2 separate regions of the Mus musculus genome follow, and region 2 is linked to region 1. Evidence: chromatin contacts called from public ChIA-PET data. All regions are on one chromosome and are shown on one strand. Each heading gives the region's core, a stretch centred on a gene start, on an enhancer-like site or on the middle of the called end of the contact. The rest is flanking DNA. Distances are from core to core; before and after follow the strand shown. Region 1 holds the start of Kmt2a (lysine (K)-specific methyltransferase 2A). Region 2 holds the start of Scn4b (sodium channel, type IV, beta).

Evidence for each region. ChIA-PET counts read pairs in DNA pulled down with a chosen protein or histone mark.
Region 2: a contact with region 1 is called in an RNA polymerase II ChIA-PET map of effector CD8 T cells, with 23 read pairs. The contact joins the promoter of Scn4b here to the promoter of Kmt2a in region 1. A contact is called at or near these places in 12 of 39 promoter capture datasets (cranial neural crest, embryonic stem cells, frontonasal cranial neural crest and 6 more), 1 of 484 Hi-C or Micro-C datasets (the P5424 cell line), 5 of 115 datasets of contacts at active chromatin or transcription factors (effector CD8 T cells, embryonic stem cells, large pre-B cells and 1 more) and 1 of 9 other capture datasets (embryonic stem cells).

Annotation. Positions count from the first base shown.
Region 1 is chr9:44,880,013-44,883,712 of GRCm38.p6, forward strand. Kmt2a (lysine (K)-specific methyltransferase 2A) reads right to left here and starts at 1,277. Exons shown (of 36, transcript NM_001357549.2): 1 at 837-1,277. The coding sequence starts at 1,262. Gm39326 (a long non-coding RNA gene) reads left to right here. Exons shown (of 4, transcript XR_870694.3): 2 at 1-2,691.
Region 2 is chr9:45,136,352-45,140,402 of GRCm38.p6, forward strand. Scn4b (sodium channel, type IV, beta) reads left to right here and starts at 2,273. Exons shown (of 5, transcript NM_001013390.3): 1 at 2,273-2,751. The coding sequence starts at 2,691.

The DNA.
Region 1 (3,700 bases), core at 27-2,526:
TCGAACACACCTCTGGTCCTTCCTCTAAAGGAGGGAAAGGGGTGGAGTTGGAGGTAAATCCCTGACACCAGCAGCCTAGGAAACGTAGCCCTGGAAGATGAGGAAAGAGACAACGCTGGGGAGAGCACTGTTATCTTCGCAGGAGAGATGAGAACGACAAGGTAGAGAGAAAGCTTTCCCCGAGGGGTAGGGCGGAACGAGGAGGCCTGGTGTGCAGGAGGTGGGAGTGGGCTGGTGGTAGAGGTGAGACAAGGGGGAGTGACTGGCAAGGTGAAGACCTGGCTGGGGAGGGAGGGAGGGTTGGTCAGGTTTTCAGAAGCAAGGTGCAGGAAGGGACCTGGATTTCCCAAGGGCCAGGATAAGAACCTGGCTCTGGATGAAGCCACCACCCGAGAGATGTCCAAGGGGGAAGACTGCCCTAGGAGTAACACATCTGCCCAGGGAAGGAGGCGGAGATGTGGCGGGATCAGGTCTCTGGCAGAGGGAGGGAGGAATCTGGCTCGGATGAGGTAATCTGTGAAAGGGAGGAGGGGTTCAGTCCCGGGATGGGAAACCCCCGCAAGGGGGTCTGTGCCAAGGGATTTGGGGAAGGGTCCAGGGGAAGAAGGCGGGACGGGGGCTAAAGGCCCTCAACTAGAAGGGTCTGAGCCCTCGGGTAAGGGCGCCTGGGGGTCTGCAGCCCATAACGGGGGTCCTGAGATGGGAGGGCCATTTGCCCCACGTTAGGGACCCCAGGATGTTTCCAGAATTGGGATGCTCCTCAGACCTGCATGGGGGAGGGGAGGGGTTCTTCAGAGGGTCGAGACCCCGGACCTTGGGGTTCCTCGCCCCCTTACCTCTCCGCTGCCGCCTCCCCCGCCGCTCTCCCCAAACACTGCCCGGAACCGGCGCAGGTTGGTGCCGATGGCGGCCGAGACCTGCAGCGCCGCGTCGAAGCCCGGGCCCACCCGGAGCAGGGCCGGCCCTGAGGAGGCTGAGGACGATGACGAAGACGAAGACGAGGCGGACGACGAAGAGGCTGCTGAGGCGGCGGCCGCTCCCCCTGGAACCCCAGCCCCGCTGCTTCCCGCCGCCGCCGCCGCCACCGCCGGGGGGGAGGGGGGCGCCCCGGGGCCGCCACCGCCGGCCTGGGGCCCGGGGGGAAGCAGCAAGGCCGGGACGCGTTGCCGCGGGGCGCCCCCTAGGCCCCGGCGCCCCCCGCCGCCGCCGCCCCCGGTGGTCCCGGGTCGGGCGGGGAAGCGCCACCGACAGCTGTGCGCCATGTTCGCCCCGTAAGTGAAGCAGCGAGAGGGAGAGGCGACAACACAGGGGGGCGGGGAGGCGGAGGGGGGGGAGCGGCGGGCCCCGGAACCTGCCTAACCCGCCTGGCGCCGCCCAGATGGCCGTACCCCGCGGCCCGCTATGCCGAGCGCCGGGTGGCGCCCGCCTGCCCTGCAATCTGCATATGAGCCTCTGGCCTCCGCCTCCGCCGCCCGGAGGCCGCTGCTCTATGCCGAGCCCCGGGCCCGGCTCCTCCCGCCCGGCAACCTGGATAAGTGCATGCCCCGCCCTCCGGGAGCGGCAGCGCCAGGGAAGATGAGGGGGGGAAGGAAGCCCTGGAGCCCGGAGCGGAGGCGGGTTCCGGGGAGAGGGGGGAGGGGGCGAGGGCGGCGGGAGGATGGAGGCGGAGGGAGCGGGTGGCCCGCAGCCGAGAGAGCCGAGAAGCCGATTACACACGTTCCCGGGACGCGCAGGGACTTGAGCGGCCCAGGAGAACCGCTTCCAGTGCGGCGCGGCTGCTGGGTCCCCGGAGGAGCGAGCCTTCTCCGCCGCTTTGGAGAGCGGCGGGCTTAGCCCTTATGGAACGCTTCTAGAATCCAGAAAGCTCCATTGTACTCCATGCAAAACCCAAGCGTCGCCCAATTGATTCTATGCAAAATGGCAAGGCTCTCGGCGAACGCGCCTTAAAAAAATAAAATCCAATAAAAGAGGAGCCCCTCCCATCTTCACGCTTGGAGCTCTTTCCAAAATCCACACAACCGTGTGGTCGGCCTCTGCCACCTCCTCGCTCCACTGTGCGCTGGAGGGAGGTGAGGGGCTTCTGGTTTCCGTGCCCTTCTCCGGAGTTGGGGTGTGTTTTCCCAGTCCAGGCGTTGGAGCCACAGCGTGCGCTCCGCAAACGACCTGGCGTTACAACGGAGCTGAAACTGGGTGGCTAACGGACAGGGCCTGGAGGGAAGAGGCGGGCAAAGGCGCCCCGCCCCTTCTTCCTCCGCTTCCAGCCTGCCGCTGCATGCAAAGCAGACCCTAATGTATGCACACGGAGGGAGGGGGCTCGCCAGCACATTTCTCATGATTGGGAGGGGGGGGGTTTGAAGCCCGGCGTAGGGCATTATGATACACAGGGTTAGCAAGCCGAGAGGGAGGGAAGAGGGGTAGGGCAGTGCCGGGGGTTGATGGTGGGGTGAATATCCACGGGATTTACTTTATTGCAGGAAATGGGAGACGGCGCCTCCAGCGAGGCGTTAGAAGCCTGCGGGGATGGAAAAGCCAAGGAGGGAGGGAGAGATTGCTGCCCGAAGAATTTGCCTTGGCTGAGGCTTAGGGATCGATACACTGCCTGCAGACCCGGAGCAGCCTCCATCTCCCCCAACCCCCAGCCGAGGTGGAGTTCGCAGGAAGGTCATGCAGCCGTCCAGGTCTCCCGCACCGGTACCCGGCGCTGCTCTAACCAGGACCTCCCCGGGTGGCAGATTTGGGAACGACAGGGTGGTTCATAGTAAGGCAGGTAGCAACCAGCTCCAGCCCACTGGAGGGTGTACTGCACGCCTCCAGAGGTCCACGGCCTCCTGGTGCTGAAAAATCTACGTCCTTCCTACGGAGAGACGTCTGTGCCTGAGGAGAAAATGGGGAGGGGGGGGGGGGAGCGAGGAAAGGAACAGAGAAGGGGAGGAGACATAGTCAAGCCCCAACTCCCCAAACTCGTCCGGGATCGATCATCGTTCCAACCACGCAGGATGGAGCCCAGATGGTTTGCAAAACGCACATTCACACTACGCACGCACAACCAGATTCCGTTGTTGCTTCTCGTGGCTTACTAGGCGCCGAGAGGATGGGAGCTGCGAAAGGGTATTAAACAGCAGCCCCAAGACTCTGCTTAGGACATAACACACCCCATTGTGGACGGTTTCTCTATTGCAATGTATTTTTGCGTTAGGCTCTGGGGTTTTGCTTCAGTATAGCTGCTCTGATCAGTTACAGATTGGCGACCACGTGGATTCCCTCAAGCATCCTGATTTGTTCCCTCTCTCACTCTCTCTCGTTTATTTTTCTTTTGTATTTGCCGCCCCCCTTCTTTAATATGCATAACGGCCTTCAGAGGTAGTAGGCAGGGGACTGAGTGACAGGCTTTATATAACTGTGTCAACAGGATTTCTTCCCGCCCTCCACCTTTGAGAAAACAAACCCGTTAGATTCTGCGTAACCCTCTCCCTACAAGCACACTTGATTTAGCACAGGTGGGAGGTCTGCAGGGTGGGTGGCAGCAGCAAGAATGGAGAATATTTGCAGGCTGTGAAGACATGAGCCTGGGAAGTCGGGGAGAACTCCTTGGAAAATTATCTAGTCGCTCTCTCTCAGGCTGATGCAAAGCGACCTGGTATAGATTAGAATTTGTTTTGTGGCTGGATGTTTTCGAGCAGAAATAACTAGCTCTTATTGA
Region 2 (4,051 bases), core at 1,023-3,522, 260 kb after region 1:
GGCGATCTGATGGGGCTCCTTAAGAGTTTCCCAAAGGTGGGGAGGGGGAGGAATGGGACCTTCCCCACCCTGTCCCTTGGCCTCCTCAGGAGGACCCCCTTAGCTCTGGTATTGCAGTGGCTTTCTGAGGGGGCTGTGCTCTAGGGATGTAAACGCCTCTCAGCCCACTCCTGCTTTGTGTTTCCCAAGTCCTTGTTCTGCCCAGCTGGGAGCCCTGCTAGTGTTCAGAGAACAGCTAGGAGCTGGAGTTGTGAAACCAAGCCTCAGAGAGGCACCAAGCCTGGATTTACCCGGGACTCTGTCTGTGACCTTGGCCCACACACACACACTCCATCCCTGGCCCACATATTCCTCTGTGTGTGTTTGGGAGGTGTGAGGGCACAGTAAGGGTCCTGTCAGCTAAAACATTCAGGGAACAGCAAGAGATTAGGAGATGTGTGTGGGGGTAGGGCACTGGGGGGGGGGACTGGTCACTTCCCTCTGCCACCGGGATCTAAAGATATCTCTGGAGTTCTATTCCCCCTCCCTCCTTGTTTTCCGGGCAGGGGTCACTTTCTTTCCCATTGGTTCACCTCCTCTCACCTCAGCCTAGAGCTGGGAGAAACATGACCCTGCTGTAAAAATAACACAGGCAGCCTGGATGCCTGGCCTTGCTTGCACAGTGGCAGGCCCTCCCAAAGGTCAAAACCTCTCCTGGACGTAGCTTCCCCTCTGGGGCCCCAGGCTTCTTTGAACTCAGATGTGTTGTGTGTTCAGCCTGTGTGCCCAGGGCTCTGCCAAGCGTGCTAACACGTCTTTATCTCTCTGAGTCTTTACATCCAGTTCTATTTCTAATGTTGGAAAGGCCTGGTGCAAGATACAGGTGCAAAAAGGCACACAAGTCTCAATGTAGGTAATAAATCAGGATAGAGGCGTGGTGGAGAACACCTTTCATCCCAGCACTCAGGAAGGGGAAGAAGAGGCAGGGCGATCTCTGAGTTCCAGGACAGTTTGGCCTACAGGGCTACACAGAGAACTCCTGTCTCAAAACCACCACCACTACAGCAATGACAGCAGGAACAGCAACTCAGGATCATTAAGTAAAGTTTATCTCCCATCCTCGGCCTCTGACTGCTTTTCCATGGTGGCCTAGAAGATGGGATTTCTTTTCAGACTCTTCCCCAGTCATCTTGCTTTTGTGACTGGTCCTGCAGCGACTGGGGTTCCACTCAGGAACCACCCACCTGCTTATCAAACTTATCCAAGAGGAGTCCAACTCAGCAACCCCTAGGGGAAACACTAGATTCTTGGATCCCCAGAACCCTTTAGAACTCAGAGGAGGTGTGTTCCCTGGACTCATGGGCTAGCATGAGGTCCCCTAAAACTAGGAGCCCAGGGCTGCCCTCCCTGTTGCCTAGCATTGAGGATGATGCTATTTTGCATCAGGAGGTAAATATCATGGGGTCACCATCCAGCAGACAGCAGAATTCTCCAGAAAAGTTGTGTGCTTTGTTCAGAGTTCTCCAGCAGCAAACACAGGGCATCAGAGCTGTTCAACTACCATGACAACCAACGAAGCAAAAGAAAACAAGGTTCTCCCCGCAGACAGTTAACATTCTGTATACAACCTCAATGGTCTCTTATGGCGCTGAAGCCTTTCAGGAACTCCGGGTTGGAAGATGGGTGGAGGGTGTGGCGAGGTGGAGGGTGTATTTCCAAGGTTTAACTGGTCTCCGGACAGTGAGGAGGATTTGTCCTGGAGGGTAGCTTGAGTAGTTGACTAGAGGTCTTGAGGGGGGACCTTCTTGGTGTTTACGGTTGCCTCCCCACCCCCGCCTCCCCGCGCTGGGGGCAAAGCACGCTGTCTCCAAGTGACTGCCTGCCAACCCTCTAAGAAGCAAAGAGTCTGTGCAGAAATGGGTTGGTGGGCGGCGTGCAGGAGACTTTGCAGGGGAAACTAGGTTTGCCACAGCCTAAAAGCCATCCGCAGAGCGAATGAGCGGCGCGGCTGGAGGCGACGCGTGTTGGTTCAGGGCTGTACCGGTCGTCCGCAGCGGGCAAGCCGGCACACGCCCACCGGCTGCGGCAGCGCCCGCTGCGGATGTCCTCCCGGCGGTCCCCGGAGAGGCAGCCGCTGCCCTTACTCGTGTTCTCTGAGCGGAACAAAAACAGCCTTCCAACAAACCTAAAAGCTCCACCTCTACTCCCCCGTGAACTCTTCTCCTAATTGGCAGCTCGGCGCTTGGGATGATGCGGGCGTCTGCGGGCTGGCCCTGCAGTGCCAAGCCGCAGCATTCCCGTCCCGCTGGAGAGGAAGAGGGCTGCCCAGGCTGGACCCTACGGCCGTGATACACGGCGCAACGGGCACTGTGCGAAACCGACGGGGACGCCGCCCCTCCTGCGGCTGGAGCGCTTCCAGAGCAGAGGCGCATCGCAGTGCCGCTCGCCCCGGCGTCCTCCCTTCAGCTCCGGCTCCTCCTCCCCCTTCCAGCCCCGGCTCCTGCAGCCGGCTCCAAGAGGCGGCGGGCGCGCCTCCCCCTCCTTGGTCTCCCCCTCGTCTCGCTCTCTCGCGGCTAACTTTCCGGAGCCCCGACCCGCGGCTCGGAGCTCCCCTGGCAGCTGCGGGGCCCACAGACGACCTCGGGTGGAGAGCCCGGCTGTCCCCACTATTCCATCCCAAGCCCCCGGAGCGCTCCAGAGAGAACAGGACCATGTCCCGGGCTGGGAACCGAGGCAATACTCAGGCGAGATGGCTGGGCACTGGGCTTTTGGGTAAGATAGCCCCAGCTTTGTCATTTCTCTCTCTCGCCTCTTTCTTAACCCCACCCCATCCTGAAGGAGGTGAAGAGAAGTGCCTTAGACAAGGTGGCACCAAATGATTGGGATGCCGGTCTTCCTCCGGACCCTTAGCTTTAAGACTATGTTCCCTGGGAACCTTGTGCATTTTCCCCAACCCCTGCCACCCGGGCAGTGAGTTTCTTGCTTTCTTTGATGCCTTTTGGAGCTAGGTGTTGGAGCTGCAGCAGGGAAATCCTCCTGAGACCGGAGTTAAGGCATGCTGGTGGGGTGGGGGCTGGGGTGTCTACTGCCTTGAGTGTGGGGGCTCCAGGGAGTTTGCAGGTGTAGCGGTGTCTGCCGCTCTTGCCTAGTACTATTGACTTGCTTGCTTCCCTGGCAGCAGGAAATGCTCCAATGGGGGACGAGGGTCTCCCTCCCGACTCTTCGCCAGGTTCTCCCCACTTCTTCCTTTCTGGTGTCCATTGCCACTCTTTCAAATGCTGGAAGGACTTAGAAGAACCCAGAGGACCACTCAAAGGCCACCTTTTCAGAAGGTCCTTGTCCCTCTTCCTTTAAAGGGTTTCTTTGGGGAAAGACCTGTTTGGCTTGCTACTGGCTTTTCATTTTGGGGAAGGCTGGGAAGAGAGAGGAGTCAGGCCCAGAGGACACAGAGGGTATAGACTCTTATGGCTATCTATTAATATTCACATGATGGTTTTGAGTGTCAAACTCCAAGAGATTAAGCAATGGTATTTATTAGTCCAGACCAGAATCTAATCTTCTACACAGCCTGACTTCCAATGTAAGCTGACTCCGTCTCTGGCACCTGTGCCTCTTCCTGTTTATATAAAGTCAAGTTTGGTTTTTGACAGCATAACCCACCCACCCACCCCCCACTGGATCAGGCACATGGTGGAGGTATCTGTGCTGGAAGCAGGGGGCACAGGCCTCTTATAGGAAGCCACTGCTGCTCTTGCGCCTGGAACTCACGTGCAGATCTGTCCTATGCGTACCCATCAGGTGTTGGGAACTGTGTTCTTTTTGCTCCTGAGCTCTGCCTTACCTCCCGGAGGCCATCAGATATAGGGCACTGATGTTTTGTTCCATACCATACAGATGTCGTACAGGTTTCATGGTGACTCTTTTAAAGTCCAAAGCTCTTCTTCATGGGATGGGTACAGTGTCATTCCACTGGAGTCCACACTTGGATCATCCTGGGGCTCTCCTGTGGCCACGGTAGGGATGAGAGGTCTCAGAGGTACCAAAGCTCCAGTCATTAAACCAGCCACTGTAT